Regions from separate parts of the Ovis aries genome. Here region 1 is linked to region 2. A link is a contact called in public Hi-C data. All regions are on one chromosome and are shown on one strand. Each heading gives the region's core, a stretch centred on a gene start, on an enhancer-like site or on the middle of the called end of the contact. The rest is flanking DNA. Distances are from core to core; before and after follow the strand shown.

The links. A called contact is a pair of places that touch in the nucleus more often than the background predicts.
Region 1: a Hi-C map of liver shows a contact between it and region 2, with 2.6 times the contacts expected there. The contact joins the enhancer-like site here to the promoter of NSUN5 in region 2. A contact is called at or near these places in 3 of 16 Hi-C or Micro-C datasets (blood and liver).

What each region holds. Positions count from the first base shown.
Region 1 is chr24:34,417,258-34,422,662 of ARS-UI_Ramb_v3.0, reverse strand. The region is part of intron 1 of HIP1 (huntingtin interacting protein 1); the gene reads left to right. Among named protein-coding and RNA genes, the nearest start is that of HIP1, 44 kb to the left of the region's middle. Within about 2 kb of position 2,687, at least 9 of the 54 cell types and tissues checked have an H3K27ac peak or open chromatin away from gene starts, as enhancers often do. A contact at or near this core is called in liver, where this site is marked.
Region 2 is chr24:34,275,280-34,281,417 of ARS-UI_Ramb_v3.0, reverse strand. It overlaps NSUN5 (NOP2/Sun RNA methyltransferase 5), which reads right to left and starts at 1,929. Exons shown (of 10, transcript XM_027961938.2): 1 at 1,810-1,929; 2 at 1,589-1,711; 3 at 521-695; 4 at 319-427. The coding sequence starts at 1,902. LOC101116793 (E3 ubiquitin-protein ligase TRIM50) reads right to left here. Exons shown (of 7, transcript XM_027961437.3): 7 at 4,341-6,138. The coding sequence ends at 5,974.

The sequences.
Region 1 (5,405 bases), core at 1,438-3,937, 140 kb before region 2:
ACTCTTCACATCAGGTGGCCAAAGTATTGAAGCTTCAGCTTCAGTCCTTTCAGTGAATATTCAGGGTTGACTTCCTTTAGGATGGACTGGTTTGATCCCCTTGCTGTCCAAGTTACTCTCAAGAGTCTTCTCCAGCACCACGATTCAAAAGCATCAATTCTTCAGCACTCAGCCTTCTTTATGGTCTTACTCTCACATCCGTACATGACTAATGGAAAAACCATAGCTTTGACTGTGTGGACCTTTGTCAGCAAAGTGATGTCTCTGCTTTTTAATATGCTGTCTAGGGTTGTCAGTCTTAATACTGGTGTGTGAATCCAACAGGAGACCTGAATTCTGTCTTACGTGAGCCCTTACTTTCTGTGTGTCTTGTTTAACTCATCTGTCAAAGGCAACAGCACCCGGATGCGCAGGACGTTGAGACATAAGATCTGGGTGTGAAAGCCCTTTGCTAAAGTCAAAGGCACTCACCAGTAGGAGGGAGAGAAGAGTCCAGAGTATGTGCCAGTCAGAGTGGAGCCTGGCACGCTGGTGAACTGATTTCTTGCAGGCATTCATTCCTGCCTCCAACCACTCTCTACTGACTGACTGCTCTGTAACAGGCGATGTTCCAGAGGCTGGGATTCAGCCATGAGCCAAGAGACAGAAAGAGGCCCTAGCCTCATCAATCTGCTCAGTGATCCAGGAACAAACCCCAAGAGCCCTACCTCCGTTGCCAGTGCTTTTGGTACCAACTCAAGACTTTTTAAAAACACAGCACGACATGACGTGGTGAAGAGCTTTATTTTGAAGAGACGTCTCTAGCTTTAAGGAGAAAAATGGGTTTGAAGATGTAGAACAGAGAATACACCAGGGAACTAAGGTCGTGCAAAGATCCCGCATGCCATGCGGCATGGCCAAAAAAAAGAAAAAAAATGAATAGGCCACCTACTGGCAAGTCCCATCTGTTTGAGACGCCACGAGAGCCTTTGGGGGTTTCTGCGTGAACCAAACAAAGAGAAATGATTTCAGCTGCTCCCCCCACCGCCACGCCCTGGGAAAATTTCAGAGCTGTGGCCTCCAGGTCTCTTCTCAAAGGAGTTTAGAGATGGGAATCAGGGTGAGTGTCACCAGGATCTCTGCAACACTAGGTCTAACTAGGAATGGTGGTGGTGACACTTTGGCCCTGTTTGGTCCCACTGGAGACAGGGATTACTTATCCAGTTTGGTCACTGAGCCCTGCCCCTCGGGAACCCTTGGAGGTGACCCTAAGAGTCCATGGCCTCTGAGCACACATGCCACGCCCTGGCTGTCCGTCAGCTTCTTGAAACCTCTCCATAACCCTCCACCGTCTCTGAAAAACAGATTCAGGCAAAGTTAAGGAGGGGCTTCCCTGGTGGTCCAGTGGCTAAGACTCCAAGCTCCCAATGCACGAGGCCTGAGTTTGATCCCTGGTCAGGGAACTAGGTCCCGCAGGCTGCAACTAAGACCCAATGCAGCCTAAATATATAAATATGTATATTTTAAACAAAATAAAGTTAAGGGCCTCGGTCCAGGTCACACAGCTATGCATAACAGAGCCTCTTTTGGGGATACTTATTGAGTCAGATTCCAGGAGCTGGGCAAAGCGAGGAGCAGGAAGGTTGATGGGGTAAGAATTGGCAAGAGATTCTAGGTAATAAAACCTGTTAGACTCATGAGGACAGGTTTTATGATTTATTAATAAACTCAGCAATAAAGGGACTTTTCTGGAACTTGGAAAATTTTATAGGCACTAATAGTTTCCCAAGTCCCTTCCCATATGTTCTTTTTCACTTGATTATAACAACCTCTTTTAAGAGCGATTTTTAAAAATGCATTTATTTATTTATTCAGCAGTTGTGGCACATGGGCTTAGCTGTGGAATCTTCCCAGACCAGGGATTGAACGTGTGTCTCCTCCATTGGCAGGTAGATTCTATTTCCACCTATTTCCAGATTACCAAGTTGTTGGAAATAAATATAAATAACATATAATATACACACTAGATATGTCAATATATATACTGTATACACACTACATTATAATAGTGTATGTATGTATAATATTAAACACTGGACCACGGGGGACGTTCTAGGCAATTCTCCTTTTAACCTACGTTAACTAGCTTCCTTTCATCCATGGGGAACTTGAGGCACAGAGAGGTTGAGGGACTTGCCCAAGGCCACACAGCACCAGGGTTGCAGCCCAGGGTCTCCTGTGATTTTCCAGGTAACCTGCCCAAGGCCATGTGGCAGTGAAAGCTGGAAGCTGGACTTGAACTTGGGAATTCAGATTTTGAAAGCTTCTATTCATCCAGACTCTGCCTTCAGAATCCTGGGATGTTTTTACTGGGGGGGAGCAGTGCTTGAAGGCCCTCTCACTGTCCTTCCTTCTCGCGAGGGCCCTGTGCTCACAGCCCATCTTCCTGCCTGAGCAGCTACCTTCTGCTTTTGTACAGAGCCCGTGTCCTGGCTCTTAAAAAGGAATGCGTGGGATGAATAAGCACCTAAAAATAACTCTGGATCAATTTTGGGTGGGGGGAGAGGACTGTTTTCCTTTCTCTTCTCCTCCTCCCTCCCTCTGCCCCCAAGGCCCACAAACCGCTCTTGGCTGACAGCTGGGCCAGGCTGGCTTCCTGTAAGGCTGTAATAACATGGAATTAACCCAGCAGCCGCCCTCTCCAGGACGGAAATGCCAGTGCTTGGTCACTACAGACGTCTCTGAGTCGATACCTTCCTGCCTCAGTCCACGCTCCCGGAACAAGTCTTTTTGCTCATCAGCTTAGAGATTCCTGAACTTGTCCTCCTTGGGGAAGGAGCAGTGGAAAAACCCCTCCAAATGAGAGGCTGGCAGCTTCTTGACTGGGCCATCTGAGGGAGCCCCAAATTCCTGCCTCCCGGGAGGGGCCAGGCAGGCAGGAGCAGAGCAGCCTGGGCCCCCATGTTGAGGTTTCCAGGCCGTCTGCTGACTCAGGGACTTGGCCGAGTGGCTCCTATCTGTCTCTGTGCTTCTAACAGACCCCTGACTCCCGCCGGTCACCCACGGGCTGACGGGAGAGGCTTTAGAAATCCAGCACATCTTTGCTGCCCAGAACCTACCAGCTAAAAGCAGCATCCTGAGAGTGGACACGTTTCTTCTTCATAGGGTCTCTCTTGGAAAATGGATTGGTTCTGGGGATGTGCTACACATTCTCATATAGCTCAGCCATGCTTGGGGGTCTCTTTCCCTGTGATATCAAATACATAGAGAGGGAGATCAGTGTTTAATGATGGTAAGGGTTGGGGGATGGAATGGCAATGTAAAGAAGCAAAAGAAATCTACCAGGGGCGGGACTTCCTGGTGTTCCAGTGGTTAAGACTCCATGCTCCCAATGCAGGGGGCCTGGGTACGATCCCTGATCGGGGAACTAGATTCTGCATGCCACAAAGACCCCGCCAAAAAAAAAAATCTATCAGAGTCATGGGTTCAGAGGTCCCCACTTAGGTTGAACCTTTGGCCAAGGGATGGAAAGTTCCAGAATTCCCAGTGTAGGAGAAGTGCGAAGGGAAGTGCCGCACCTCCTAGTCCTCTGTACCCCTCATTTCAGCCAGGACTGGGGTGGGGCTTCCTGAGCCAGAGCTGTGTGGTCAGGGGTTGAGTTGTCCCCAGTCTTGGGTGCACATCAGCACATTCCCAAGAGGAGCTTTAAAATGCAGATGCCCAGGCTCTGTCCCCAGGCCATTTATATCAGCATCCCTGAGGTGGGGCCCAGGCTTGCCAGGTGACTGCAGCATGCATGAGGTTGGAGAGCCACTTCCAGCAATAACAACCTCTGTTTCCCTCTCTGCCACTGTCTTGCTTCTCAGCTTCTGATTTCTCAGATTCAGAAGTGGGCATTGCCATGTCAGGCATCGTGTCCCACGTAAGAGGGGCTTGGTAGATCATGCTGAGGGCCGCTGTGTCCCTGGTGATGATGGAGATGATAGTGATTCTGGCCACACTCCAAGGAATAAGAAGCATTAGAAATGAGCTTTTGTGTGACTTCCTTAAAAGGAGTCCCAGGATTCCCTGGTGGTCCAGTGGATAAGAATCGTCCTGCCAATGCAAGGGACATCGGTTTGATCCCTGGTCCGGGAAGATCCCACATGCCTTGGAGCAGCAAAGCCTGGGCACCACAACTACGGAGCCCGAGTGCTCTGGGGCCCTGGGGCCGCAGCAAGAGCAGCACCACAAGAAAGTAGCCTCTGCTTGCCCATGCACCTTGGGGGAAAGACCAGCACAGCCAAAAATAAATAAAATACTTATTTTATTTATTAAAAAAAAAAAAAAAGAAAAAGTGGGATTTCCTTGGTGGTCCAGTGGTCCAGTGCCTTAGATTCTGCACTCCCAATGCAAGGGGGCCCAGGTTCAATCCCTGGTCAGGGAACCAGATGCCATATGCCTCAACTAAAGATCTCACATGCCACAACTAAGACCCATTGTAGCCAAATAATATAAATAAATAAAATGAAGAAAAGCAACCCCATAAATTAAAATGCATACTGACAGTAACATAGTTCAAACTTCCTGCCAACCCCAGTGAGGGCAGGTTTCCCACGGGCAGGGCAATGCCAGATGCCCAGCATGATTCAGTGTGAATCTGGAGTAAAGGTCTCTGGAATATACTGCCTATCTTCAATCCTGGGTCCCCTGACTATTAGCTGGGGGGCGCTGGGAAAGGCGTTTAACCTCTCTGGGCCTCCCTCCTTATCTGTAAAAAGTATAGGAGATTGTTGTGGGAACTAAAAGAAATAATGCTTGTAAACTGCTTGTCACAGTGCCCAGCACCTGGTATATTTTTAAAAAATATTTAATTATTTACTGGGTCTTAGTAGCATCATTTGGGATCAGGTATCCAACCCAGTGAAAGTAAAAGTCGCATTCAACTCTTTGCGACCCCATGGACTGTAGCCTGCCAGGCTCCTCTGTCCATGCAGTTCTCCAGGCCAGAATACTGGAGTGGGTAGCCATTCCCTTCTCCAGGGGATCTTCCCAACCCAGAGATTGAACCCAGGTCGCCCACATTACAGGCAGATTCTTTACCTTCTGAGCCACCAGGGAAGCCCATCGAACCCAGGCCCCCTGCATTGGGAACTCAGAGTCTTAGCCACTGGACCACCAAGGAAGCCCCTCTTTTTCAGCTTTTTTAAGTGTCCTCATCACAGGGTTTTTTGCAGAGTTTGATCCCTGATTGGGGAACTAAGATTCCGCAAGCCGCACGGCACGGCCAATAATAATATTCTATCTGCCTTACTTGAATTGAATGAGATACTGGACAAAAAGTCATTTTGTAAAATTTATAAACTTTACAAAGTTTACAGCTCTCTGCATGTGCTTGTTAGCAGTAGCATGCTGCTGCTGCTGCTGCTGCTAAGTCGCCTCAGTCG
Region 2 (6,138 bases), core at 680-3,179:
ATCCATTCATCTGCTGATGGACATCTAGGTTGTTTCCATGTCCTGGCTATTATAAACAGCCAGTCACTTCTATTTAATACAGCATTCCACGCTCAGTCGCGTCTGACTCTCTGCGACCCCCATTGACTGCAGCCCGCCAAACTGCTCTGTCCAAGGGATTTTCCAGGCAAGAATACTGGAGTAGTTTGCCATTTCCTCCTCCAGGGGTTCTTCCTGATTTAAGGTTTGAACCTGCATCCCCTGCACTGGTAGGCTGATTCTTAACCACTGAGCCACCTGGAAAGCCCATTCCATGCTCAGGTAGGGTTCTAAACTCACCCAGAAGCCCGACCCTGGTAGGAGAAACCTTGTCTCTTAAAATAATCAATGGCATCTTCAGCGCAGGTCTTCAAAGTGTTCACTCGCACAAATCGAGGCACCTGGGAGGCTAGGAAGCAATCAGCAGTGAGTGAGCAGGAACCGGGCCCTCTCCTGAGGGCCTGATGGCTATCCCCCATCTCCACAACACCTCCCAGCTCACCTGAGCCAGGCTTGGATCCCACTTCCAACAGGTCCTCATTCCGGCTCACACCTTGACGAACCTTGAGCCGCGCCAACTCAGCCTTCAGCCTGGCCTGGTGCCGCTCCAGCAGAGGTTTCCATCGTCCCCCACGCCCTCTAAAGCCTCTTCCCAGCAGTAAGTCATATACTAGCACCTGGGATGGAGAAAGGAGGCAAGAAAACCTTGAGTATGAAGATCCTGGAACTCCACAGGGCTGGAACTGGAAAAGTTAAACAGACCACTTATCAAGATAGTAATGGGTAAAAGTGAGCTTCCCTGTTCAAGGTCACACAAGAAATTGACAGACAGGTACACGATCTGAACCTGGTACCTGGCTTCCCAGTCCCGAACCCCTTCCCCATGCTTCTCACCAGGAAAAGCTCTGGATCTGAACCCTCCTCGTCAACATCACCTTTTCGTTTTACCTAAACAGAGCCTGCTGCACTATCAACACTTTGGTCTTCTGTTTCTTTCACACAAGGCTCAAAGTTAAAGCATGTGCTCTGCTGCTAAGTCGCTTCAGTCGTGTCCGACTCTGTGCGACCCCACAGACGGCAGCCCACCAGGCTACCCCGTCCCTAAGATTCTCCAGGCAAGAACACTGGAGTGGGTTGCCATTTCCTTCTCCAATGCATGAAAGAGAAAAGTGAAAGTGAAGTCGCTCAGTCGTGTCCGACTCTGCAACCCCATGGACTGCAGTCTACCAGGCTCCTCCGTCCATGGGATTTTCCAGGCGAAAGTACTGGAGTGGGGTGCCATTGCCTTCGCCTAAAGTATGTGCACCTCCTCTCAATTCATAAACCAGTGAGGGGCTGCGCCTCCTCATTTCGGAGGAGCGACTTGCTAGCATCACACAGCGGACGGCGACGGAGCAGACACCCTAAGGTTAGGAGGGGCTCACCCTCCTGTTGGAGACAGAAATGGCAACCCACTCCAGTATTCTTACCTGGAGAATCCTGTGGACAGAGGAGCCTGGTGGGCTGCTGTCCATGGGGTCGCAGAGAGTCGGACACGACTGAAGCGATTTAGCATGCACCCTTCTGTTACCTTGGCTAGGTGCGGCCGCAGCTTCTTCTCGGCTCGCAGGAGGCCGGCGTTGGCGATCACGGCGTCCAGCACGGCGGAGTAACGCTGCGTTTCGCACACCAGCGCGTACAGCTGCTTCACGTTCTGCGCTCGGCCGAGAAGACCCAGGTGAGACGCGGGCCGGGCGGAGCTAGCGCCCCGCCGGGGACCCCCTCCCGGGCACGAACCCCGAACCCTGCTACCTGGAAGTTGCTGGCGTACACCAGCCCCTTGAGCGAACCCTGGCGGCTCTCCACGCCGGCCAGCACGGCCGCCGCTGCCGAGTACACCGCCATGCTCCGTGCCCGCGCGAGCGCCTTTACGGCTCTGTCGCGACGCGCGCGCGCGTCCGCACCGCCCCCACCTGACTTCCGGGGTCAAAGGGCACGGGTGTTCCGGACCCGGAAGTCCCCGTACCCATTCAGGTGGTCCCAGGGCGTGTGACAGTTCACACTCCTGTAAGGGTCTGGAGGCCGACGCAGAGAACCCGGCTGACCACTTCTTCGCAGCTCTTTGCGTTTTTCTTTCAATCCTTGCCGATATCACAGGCAAACAATGAGATTTTATTGATGTTTTAATTTCTGTGATTGAGGTTAAACATTTTCCCGTTATTGGTCGTTTGTATTTCTTCTATTATGACATGTAGATGTCTTTGGCTTACCGCTCTACTGTCTGTTCAGTTCAGTTGCTCAGTCGTGTCCGACTCTTTGTGACCCCATGAATCGCAGCACGCCAGGCCTCCCTGTCCATCACCAACTCCTGGAGTTCACTCAGACTCATGCCCATGGAGTCAGTGATGCCATCCAGCCATCTCATCCTCTGTCGTCCCCTTCTCCTCCTGCCCCCAATCCCTCCCAGCATCAGAGTCTTTTCCAATGAGTCAACTCTTTGCATGAGGTGGCCAAAGTACTGGAGTTTCAGCTTTAGCATCAGTCCTTCCAAAGAACACCCAGGACTGATCTCCTTTAGAATGGACTGGTTGGATCTCCTTGCAGTCCAAGGGACTCCCAAGAGTCTTCTCCAACACCACAGTTCAAAAGCATCAATTCTTCAGCAATCAGCTTTCTTCACAGTCTAACTCTCACATCCATACATGACCACTGGAAAAACCATAGCCTTGACTAGACAGACCTTTGTTGGCAAAGTAATGTCTCTGCTTTTGAATATTCTGTCTAGGTTGGTCATAACTTTCCTTCCAAGGAGTAAGTGTCTTTTAATTTCATGGCTGCAGTCACCATCTGCAGTGATTTGGGGAGCCCCCCAAAATAAAGTCTGAGAGTTTCCACTGTTTCCCCATCTATTTGCCATGGAGTGATGGGACCCGATGCCATGATCTTCGTTTTCTGAATGTAGAGCTTTAAGCCAACTTTTTAACTCTCCTCTTTCACGTTCATCAAGAGGCTTTTAGTTCCTCTTCACATTCTGCCATAAGGGTGGTGTTATCTGCATATCTGACATTATTGATATTTCTCCCGGCAATCTTGATTCCAGCTTGTGCTTCTTCCAGTCCAGCGTTTTTCATGATGTACTCTGCATAGAAGTTAAATAAGCAGGGTGACAATATACAGCCTTGATGTACTCCTTTTCCTATTTGGAACCAGTCTGTTCTTCCATGTCCAGTTCTAACTGTTGCTTCCTGACCTACATATAGGTTTCTCAAGAGGCAGGTCATGTGGTCTGGTATTCCAATCTCTTCCAGAATTTTCCACACTTTATTGTGATCCACACAGTCAAAGGCTTTGGCATAGTCAATAAAGCAGAAATAGATGTTTTTTCTGGAACTCTCTTGCTTTTTCTATGGCCTTTATATATTAGCAATATATACCTCTTATCTTAGGTTTTGCCATTTTTCCAGTTTTTTTTTTTTTTTTTTACTGTGGTTTATAATTGTTTTGGACACCATGAAGTTCTCATTTTAAAAGTATTTACCTTTATGGTTTCTGCCCTTGACGTCACACTTGAAACCCACTTCACATCTGTACAGTACAGAAATCATCTATGCTTCATCATTTCACACTTAAATCCACTGACTGCTGCACTGCGTGTGGGATTGGAGTTCCCTGACCAGGGCTCCAACCCGTACCCTCTGCAGTGGGTGTGCAGAATCCGAATCTGGGCTTTCAGGACACTGCTGAACACACCTTCTTTGTTGGAAAGCTTTGGCTTCCATGACCTCCTCTGCTGGCATTCCCTCCCTTCCTCTGCCAAGGTCTAAGTTTCCTTGGCCACCCTGCCTAAGTTGCTCCCTAGGTTCTGGTGTTCCATTCTCTGACCTCCTTTCCATCAGTGTGATATTTCCTCCCCTGGGGCAGACTCACCCACTTCCACACTGTTGTTCGTACAGGACAAAGTTAACATCAAGTAGCATAGATGCACACCCTCCACCCCAACCAACCCCTACGCTCATCTCCAATCCCAGCTGCAGCATCCCATTTTGTTTTGCTGGCTGCACTTCACGGCGTGTGGGATCTTATTTCCCAGACCAGGGATCGAACCCTCGCACCCTGTACTGAAGGCAGAGTCTTAACCACTGGACTACCAGGGAGCTGCCCCCACTGCAGCATCACCCCTTCTGAACCTAGATCCCTGCAGGCTCTTTTCTGCCAGTGTTCCACTTCTTTCAGTTTAAATGCCAATTCCACATGAAGAATTAACTATTATTTCCTCTGTCTCTTGCATATTAGATGTGCATCAGTTAAGATCTTTCTGTTGCAAGCACAAACACTTACTCTGGTTAGCCAATTGAAAGAGAGGATTTATTAAATGGGTGCAGAAGTATGCCATCATGTCCATCATGGTCTGGCTGTAGGCAGGGTGGTGCACACAAGGGAGTCGCTGAGGAGAGTTTAAAGAAAGGAATTTTCTAAAAAGAACAGTCAGAGGTGAGGAGGTTGATGGGTGATGGTGCAGAACTCACGGCTGGCGACAGCGCTGTTCACCACCAGGAATATAGGAAGAATCGCAAAGAGGGGGGACCCTGCAATGCATAGCCCAGCAGGCAGAAAAGCAAGAAAATAAGCACCTCCAACTCCCTTCTCCTGCCCTGGGATCTCCTGCCAGCCTCTCCCATCAGCTGAACCCAACAGGAAGCCAGAAGGATGTGCATTCCAGCGAGGCCAGCCCCCTGGGCCACGCAGGATGGAGAGCAGAGGTAGCATCATGAAACTGAAGGAAGAGCTACACAACCAAAGACCAAGTCTGGAAAGCGTCAAGCATGCAGCAACCAAGGCCAAGGCCCAACAGATGCAGCTGATCCAGAGACAACAAGCAGGACTTCCCTGAGGGTCCAGTGGTTCATCTACCTGCCAGTCCAGGGCACAAGGTTGGATCCCTGATCTGAAAGATTCCACATGCCATGAAGCAACAAAGCCTGTGCACCCACAACTCCTGAGCCTGTGCTGTAGAGCCCAGGAACCCCGACTACTGAGCCCGTGCACCTAGAACCCGTGCTCCACAAGAGAAGCCACCGCGGTGAGAAGCCTGCCCATCGCACCTAGAGAAAGCATGCGCACAGCAATGAAGACCCAGCATGGCCAAAAAGATTAACACGCAAATTTTCAAAGAGAGACAAGCAGCCGCCTTTGATTATGACTTACACAGATGGCAGGGAGAAGATTAGCCAAAGGCAGCAGCTCACGTAGGCCTTGTTGCCCACACCAGAAAGGATGGTGTGGAAATCAAAGGGCTCATGGGTGTGAGATGTGGCCCTACCAGAGGCTGGAGCTGCTTTTAAAGACCCGAGCATAAAGCAGTGAGCACGTGCAGCAACTGATCACTGCAAATCATTTGACAAGAGAGAAATAACGTCTGTTTTATTATCCTTAAAGTTCACAGTGATGGGGGAATTATGTGTGGGAGTGTTTCCACCCTCAGGGGGAAGTGTGATTATGGTTAGGAGGGGCTAAGGGAAGCCTGCTCTTCCCAGGTGGCACAAGTGGTAAAGAACCGGCCCGCCAGTGCAGATGTGAGACGTGGGTTTGATCCCTGGGTCGGGAAGATCTCGAGGAGGGCATGGCAACCCACACCAGTATTCTTGCCTGGAGAATCCCCATGGACAGAGGAGCCTGCCAGGCTACAGTCCACAGGGTCGCAAAGAGTTGGACACGACTGAAGTAACTGAGCCTGTGTGCAACAAGGCAAGCCCAGCTTGATCCTTGGACCCCAAGGCCTGGCTCTGCTGGTTAATAAGCAGGTTAATAGCCCAGATAGAGGTTAATAAACATGCCCCTGGCTATCAGTTATTCTCCCAACAATAAATGTTTCTAGGGGCACCTAGGCAAAGACCTCCCCAAAAGAGGAAGTCATCGCCTTCGCTCACTGGAGTCAGCAGGACCCCTCAAGCCCCCACGCCAAGCGGAAAGGCAGCCCTACAGCTTGGTGGGCTGCAGTGCGGAGAGGAGGCCGGGCCCGCCGGGTGGCGGCAGCACCATGGGTAGGGAGTTGCTGCCCCTGTCGTGCCAGCACACGTCCAGGATGGGGTACAGCTTGCCCTGGAAGTCGGCCTGGAACGAGTAGAGTGGCCGCAGGTCATC